Linked DNA regions of Mus musculus: region 2 is linked to region 1. Evidence: chromatin contacts called from public promoter capture Hi-C data. All regions are on one chromosome and are shown on one strand. Each heading gives the region's core, a stretch centred on a gene start, on an enhancer-like site or on the middle of the called end of the contact. The rest is flanking DNA. Distances are from core to core; before and after follow the strand shown.

Region 1 (3,673 bases), core at 715-3,214:
GGGGGATCCTGAGGAGATGGGGTAAAATCACAATAAGGAAGACTGGGCTCTATGAACCATCTCCACACTCGCTCCCAGCTCAGCCTCTGGCTGGCAATCCACTGGCATCGTCAGTGACTTTCCAACTTTAAAAATCATAAGCCAAAGTAAAATAATAGATTCTATGTTGCTTTACAGATCACTGTCTAGTGTCATTAACTACTACACTCTGGTATTTCTTGTTACTTTTCTTTTTCAGTGTGGTAGAGACTCGCTACATTTGTTTTATGACACCTTAAGTGATAAGTTTTGTTACTCCTGGTTTGAAAGATACTAAGAACACTGTCACTTACTCGGTCACTAAATCCTCCCTGTGACCTTACTGTGTGCCAGAAACTGTCCAAAGCACAGAGGTCACACCGTGAGAAGGACCTGTCTATGCAGAGACAGTGATGTCTCCTACACAGTGGTACCTGCTTCCGGCAGTGATACCACCTTTTGCCAATTGCTTTTCTCTGAGTAGTGTTTTCACTAAAGTGGCTGGAAATTCTTCAGGACTTCCTCAGCATGAGCAGGACACCAAACTGGACCTCTTGGCCCAGCTTAGGTTTGGGATAATAAAGGCAATTCAACTGGGGAAGAAAAGATCAAGAGAGAAAACTGCAGGAAAAAAAAAAAAAAAAAAACAGTTCTCGACCTGGCTCTGCTGTGTTCCTTGGCAACGTGAAATCTGCCACAGTGCCCTGAGCTCCCCCAGGAGATTCTCCAAGTCCTCTGCACATCCAGTGGGAGGCTGCTGGGGCCCTGGGATCTTCACTTTAGGGGATTTAATGCCTTTATCTTCAGTTTCTTCTTATACAATAGGGCTAATCCTTCCTTTCCAACACTGTTTTATTCTGTACTTGACCATTTAACCATTTTCTCTCCCCATAGATTAAAGTAGAACTTTGTGCATCTCACAGTCCCTAAAACTTCTAGCAATCATATCGTTTTCTCTAAGAGCTAGTTGAAAAGACAACTTGAGATTACAGAAGTATAGGTGCCATATAGCGGCTTCAGGAACCTCTTCTTCCAGAGGAAAGCCAGCTATAATCAGAATGCAGCTGCTACCTCATGTCAAAAGGCCACCCTTGTCTGGAATTCACCCCAGGATCCTCATCTCCGGTTCTGTCTCTTATCTAGCTGCCATCACACCTTGGACTTGAGAAAAATTCATTGCCAGAGAGCCCTCACTAGCAAAGATACTCAGCCTCTTTTCAAGGATCCAATCCAAGAAGGTATGCAGTCTTTTCTGTGTTCAGGCCTTGGCAGAACACACACATGAGCACCTGAAATGGGGATGGGGGCAGCAAGAGTGCAAGTCCAGCCAGGCTGAGCCCTGGAACCTCCAGCGCTAGCCACATGGTGTTGGGTAGCACAGAGACTCTCCCTGAACAATGCTCTCAGCTGTAAAGTGCAAATCATCTAACCCACGGCCTGAGAGGTGATGCCCTAGTTATTTTTAGAGAACCTTCAGACCTCTCTAAAGGAGTTCTTACACCAGGAAACCTAGTTTAATGAGCGCGCATATAGATTTCACAGTAGGTCTAGTACTCTTTGAAGCATTTTACAAATATTAACTCACGCAGTCTCATAACAACCCTAAAAGATGGGCATTGTGAAGACCCTAGTTTCACAGCAGATGAGGAAACTAAGGGTGATAGAGCTGGGACCGAGCACTGAGTAGTTTTGTTTTTCTTTCTAGAAACTATGCTTTCCTATCCCCCAGGCTTCTTGCCTGGCTCCCTCTCCTCGGGGTCACACTCAGTGTGTAAAGACAAGAGTGAAAGCAAATTCCCCTGGAGTCTGAGGGCCGGAAGAGCAACAGTCCCCCTGCCCACCCAGGGTCCAACATTCACCTGGTGACCACATGGCTCTGGGAGATGGCGAGAGCAGCGAGGAGCAGCACAAAGCGCCTCATTCTGGATCACAGGAAATGGCCTCTCTAGCTAGTACCCATCCTCTCGGCCTTTATAGAGCGGGGCTCCTTCTGGCTGGATGCCCAAACTTCAGAGGCACCCGAAACTTCAGACCACTTCACAAACATAGTGAGATAGCACCTTCACTACCCAAGACCCACACTGATAAGAACTACAAAGTCTACCATTCTAAAGACTTCAACGTTGAAGGGTACACAGGCCTTCAAGCTGGGAAAAGTCAACACGGGCCCCTTTACCCCAAATCCCCCTCTAAACGGGACCTCTGAGCTAACGCAGGTGGGGCTGCTACCAGGAGGAAGGGAGGCTGAGATTGCATGTAGAAGGCCCACTCGGGTGTACAGGGAGAACACACATACAAATATGTTGAGTGTTCTATTGGAGACAAGGTCAGAAGCCAGATAGTTGTGCCTTCTGGCCTAAGAGAGATTTGAGACAGGAAAGACCCTAAAGCCTGTATCTGTAACTGTATCTGTGGAGACAATTATGTACCAGGCCTATGAACTGGAAAATCAGGATGAAGCCAGGAGAAGTTGGGCAAATTGGAAGGCAGGAGGTTCAGGAGTATGATATACAAGAGAACATGGTAACAGCTTCCTGCTGTTAGCAGGACAAACATCTGCACAGAGAGGAAGGCCTGGCAAGGGCAGGGAGTGGGGACAGGGCAGGATGCAACAGCTGAAGCCAGGTGGGGGATCCGGATACATCAGCCATTCTGAAAGAAGTGTCAACTGAAATTTCACACATTTGTCTTATGGGGGCTATAAGAGTTCCCCAAGAGGCCAGGCACAGGAGTATTTGAACAGACTTAAGGACAGGAGTCAGGCCTGATCCCTACCATGGCAATGCCCTCCTTTGTGGACATCTCTTCACGAAACCACCAGGTGTGTCCTCAGACTGCCAGGAGACTGCTGCTTCTCAGGCTCCTGAGAGGTGGCCACAGGACACGCAGCTGCCATTCCACACCTTCTACTCCCAAAGTCAGAGAAGTAAGGGGCAAAATCAATACTAAGTGGTGAAGCTTATTTCTTGTTTTCTTCACTTAACAGTGCCGCTCTGATGGGCCAGGGCCCAGAGACCCAGTAGCAGTTGATGACCCTGCGTCTGGACTGTATCTCCATCCATACTTTAGCACTGAGAAAGATGTACAAGAGGTACTCAGGGGATGTTTGAATAAGCAGGTGTGTGACTGAGTGTTCTTGTCATTGCCTCTGATAAGCATCAGAAAGTAGCTGGTGACACCTGTGTGACATGCTGCAGATGAGGAGACAGAGGTTCAGAGAGTCCTGTTATAGTAGCCTGGCATTGTCTCAAGTACCTTGAACAAATATCTTCACACTCCACTGCGAGAGCAACTCTGCTTCTATCTCTTGAGACAGTTGCAGTATGTATAGTGGGTCCCATCTGCAGTGTCCAACACTCCAAGGCCATTATCTCCATTATGGAGGAAGGATAGATTGTGGCTCTATGTCCCCCAATGGCCCAGCCTGACCCAGTGGCAACCTTTCAAGGATAATGACCACAGGTGTTAGGTGAAACCACCTCTCCCACTGGAGGGTGACCACAAAGCCAAGAATCAAAGATCCCTTAGTGCTATCTGCTTTTTTATTTGTTCACACAGTTGGCAACCATCTGAGAGCATTCAAGTATGTGCTGGAACACTGCCCTACAGCCCATGGTGCAAAGAGAGGTTATCTGTGGGTGCAAGCCACAATCTC
Region 2 (3,673 bases), core at 867-3,366, 660 kb after region 1:
CCACTCACAGCCAAGGGGGAAGCATGAATAAGAAAAGGGTGGAGGTAAGATGCCAAGTTATTGGACTGTTGTAGCCAGAGGCAGACATTCTGGGGACCTGAAGGAGATGGCCACAGAGTGGGAGAGGAGGAGCCCACCCACGAGGTGATGGGGCTGGCTGATGTAGGGGCTGAAGGAGGAGTAAGGACTGTAGCTCCCCGCTGGGACACACGGAGGTGGGACCACGGCAGAGGAGCCTGGGATGTTTGGAGGGAGGTGATGAACTCAGGTTGTATTTTGAAGCGGCTGTGACTCACAAGTGTGTGTTCTAGCACCTGGCATGGTGCCTGGCAGGAAGCTGAGGAATAAATAAATTGATGATGGATGTTCCCCCAGTCTCTGTAGCCTCATAATTCCAGGGAGATTCTCTCAGGTTCTACTTCCTTCCCACCCAAGCCCCACCTCCTCATTCCATAGTCAGGATTGCTTGGGACCCAAACTGTCTTCCCAAAGAAGCGCCCTTCCCCATCCCTGGGGTGAGTAGCCTGGCCTCTGTATGCCTCCTAATGCCCTGTTTTAGCCAATTTCCATAATACCTAGCACCAAAAAGCTCCAGCCCCAGCCTCGAAACTTCCTAGGCTACAAGGCTCCTGCCTGGTGGACACCCAAAGGACCATGGCGTTCACAATCCTGAGAGTTCCTGGTGTTACAATATCCTTCTCTGCCCAAAGATGTCAGCTAGGTCTCTGTTATGTGTTGAATCCCTGCCCTACCCTGTTTCCAGGTATCCTACAGGAATCCCTGCTGTGCTTACATTGACTTGAAAGACCCTTAGGAAGGACAGGGCCTGGTCTGAGCTGGGAAGAATGAAGTCCTGGTTAGTCACCCAAACCCAGCCTGAGAATGGAATATGATTGGCCTTTAAGAATAAATAAACAAATTAAGGCTATTCAAACCTGAAAGTGGTACAAACCAACAGAAGGCCCAGGGAGGTCTAGGGGGCTAGTTCACACAGGATGGTGGCGAGATGCTGACCAAACAGGCAGTTTGACCTCTAGGCCCCAGAAATTGGCTGCCCAAAGGACCTTCCTGGGGGCTCACAGCAATTCAGTTGGGAGAAGTCCCTCCTAGGTCCAAGCCCTGGACTCTAGGCCATGAGGACAATACTGGATGACTGGGGGAAGCAGGACATCATCTCTCACTTGGTCCTGAGGAAGCCAAGGACACATTCCTGACTGCAGGCTATAGTTATATGATCTGTGGGAGTCTTCTCCACAGATCCTAACCCCAGCAGGGCCTGCGACTCTGTCCCAAGAGGCTTAGCTCCCACATGAGCATCCCTGCCCCTCTCTGCTTCCTTCTACTTCTGCCTTAATTCCTTTGCTGTCTATGTCTGAGCTCCTACATCCAGCTGGGAGTTTCCAGGAGGTAAAAAGTCTGGCCTGCTCCAGGTACCACAGGAGGTTTTTAAACAAAGCAACTTGCAGGAACTAGCAGGTTCTTGAATAGCAAAGGGAGGCCTTAGTTTGAAGGCATCTATTAGGGCCTGGGGGGCATGGGGCAAGGTGAAGAAGAAAGAGTAAAGAACAAGTGTGACCAGAGGGGAGAAGGGACAGGTGGATGTGGCCAGGATGAAATAGCCCTCTTTGTCATACCCAAGTGACCCTGAGCCTACCCCAACTTCTCTGGCAGGCCATGTCCTATTCATGGGCAAGACTTGGGCACACACAATCCCACACTCATGGATGCAGGACAGAAGCATAAAACACACATTCCAACCCAAAGCTTTTCTTGAGCCTATGGTCCATCAGTGGCCTGTCCCTAACTCAGAAACTAGGCTTAGGAGACCACATGTGCCTTCTCTTGTTTGTGGCCCCAGTACCTAATGCTAACCCAGGGGCCTCCCGAGGAGATATGTAAAAGGTAGGGAGATGAGGGGCCACACCTGAGGTCAGAGGCCAACAAGGAAGAAGCTGGAGAGCAGGGGTCTCGGGTAAAGCTCTGGCACCTGTCAGCACAGACACTTCCTCAGGTCCACTACCGTGCTGTGCGGTTGGTGGCCTGAAAGGCCTCTCCACCCTCTAGAGTCCAAAGACCACAGGTGTGGCTTCCTCAAAGCCTGCTTCCTGGCTCTCAGGCCACCTGATCACCAGTAGGTCTCTGCCTGAGGCGCTGGCAGAGAAGCCAAACAGAGCTCCCTCCAACATTAGTGGACCACTGGCTCAAGCATCAGACTCCTTGGGGGACCAAACACCAGGCGGCACTGGCAACCAGGTAAGAGCCTATTTCCAGTGAATAGCAAGGATTGGTGATCCTGGGGCCAACATGGACATCTCGGTGGCTTCCTAGAGTTGGGGCATCTTGCAGTGTCTTCTTAGATTCACGAGCAAGGATTAGCCTCAGGAACTTAGTACCTGCTGGAGACCAGAAAAGGCAAGGAGCTCTAGAAGGCTTTTCCCCTAGGTCAGCCTTGTAAATACCCCTTCCTTGCTCTATACACCTACACAAGGGAGAGCAAAGGCCAATGCCTGGCACTAAAAGGGCCCAGGCAGGTCAAACAGCACCCCCAGCCCTGGGGTGTAGTATCTTTAGTAGTAGCTGTTGAATTATCTCTACCAGCCCACAGGAACACCTGGTGATTTACAGGGACCATTCTGATGTGAAAGACTAGGGCAGGGCTGATCAGAAAAGGGCTCTTTTTTTCCTTCCATTTAGAAGCAGGAATTGAACGCCACTGCCTAGGGAGGCGAGGAAAGGCAGAGGGGAGAGTCAGGCTTCCAACACTCTTTGCTCTTATCTAGGATCGGGGTTTTCCCCACAGGGAACAGAGATTAGCCGCCTCCTCTGTGTTCCCATGATGCTCACTTGGAGAATAATTTTTCCATCTGTGAGTCATCTTATCCACTCTCTGTTATTTTCATAACAGTCCCAATAAATGGGTGTGAGTGCTTCCTTACACTTTGGTCGGGATATTCCAGGGTTACAAAGAACCCTAGTGCGCCAAACAGATCGATGCATGAAGGCACTCAAAACCATGGCCACGGATAACACATTCTCTTGACACATACACACACCCAGCACACACAAATGCTGGACGTTTAACTCCACTCCATTTCAAAAGATGTGTGTTCTAGCCTTCCCCTGCCCCCATGACCCACCACCTAGTGACAGGGACACATTTGTAAGCCACAGAGTTCTGGTTCACTTCCCTATTAAACAGTCAGAGTGACTCTAGGCCTGTTGTCCTCTCGGATAACAGTTTCAGCTCTGGGGTTGTTTTGAGTACTAGCTGGGTCACTGAGGCAAACCCCTTAAAGCTGTGCTCACCAATTGGTGCTGGAGAAGTACCAGTGGATGGATGGAGGTGAAGACTTAAGAGGTAGGGTCAGGAGAGGCTTGGCAGTGGGCTCGGAGTTCTGTCAGGGCTGCGGTGACCACTACTGTTGTCAGAGAGGATTGAGCAATGCTGAAAATACTCTGAGCAGGTGGTGGTTAAAGACAGCTTTACCAGATAGTTGGCTGTGAGCTGCATTTAGAGTTCAGGTGGGGGAGAGTCTCTGGGAGAAAATCTGGAAGCACCAGGAAGAAATGAGGCAGGAGTGGTAGTCAGACATCAGATGAGTGTAGGTCCCAAGCAAGTTCCACAGAGCACACCTCACTCCGTATAAATGTCTGTCTGTCTTCTATCTCTAAA

The links. Promoter capture Hi-C pulls out the DNA fragments that hold promoters and counts their contacts.
Region 2: a contact with region 1 is called in a promoter capture Hi-C map of hippocampal neurons, with 3 times the contacts expected there. The contact joins the promoter of Eps8l3 here to the promoter of Cym in region 1. A contact is called at or near these places in 8 of 39 promoter capture datasets (3T3-L1-derived adipocytes, the C10 cell line, HPC-7-derived erythroid cells and 3 more), 18 of 484 Hi-C or Micro-C datasets (B cells, the Ba/F3 cell line, the G1E-ER4 cell line and 7 more), 2 of 115 datasets of contacts at active chromatin or transcription factors (T-cell acute lymphoblastic leukemia and pancreatic cancer cells) and 1 of 9 other capture datasets (embryonic stem cells).

Annotation. Positions count from the first base shown.
Region 1 is chr3:107,219,768-107,223,440 of GRCm38.p6, forward strand. It overlaps Cym (chymosin), which reads right to left and starts at 1,965. Exons shown (of 9, transcript NM_001111143.1): 1 at 1,878-1,965; 2 at 1-8. The coding sequence starts at 1,939.
Region 2 is chr3:107,875,114-107,878,786 of GRCm38.p6, forward strand. It overlaps Eps8l3 (EPS8-like 3), which reads left to right and starts at 2,117. Exons shown (of 19, transcript NM_133867.2): 1 at 2,117-2,253.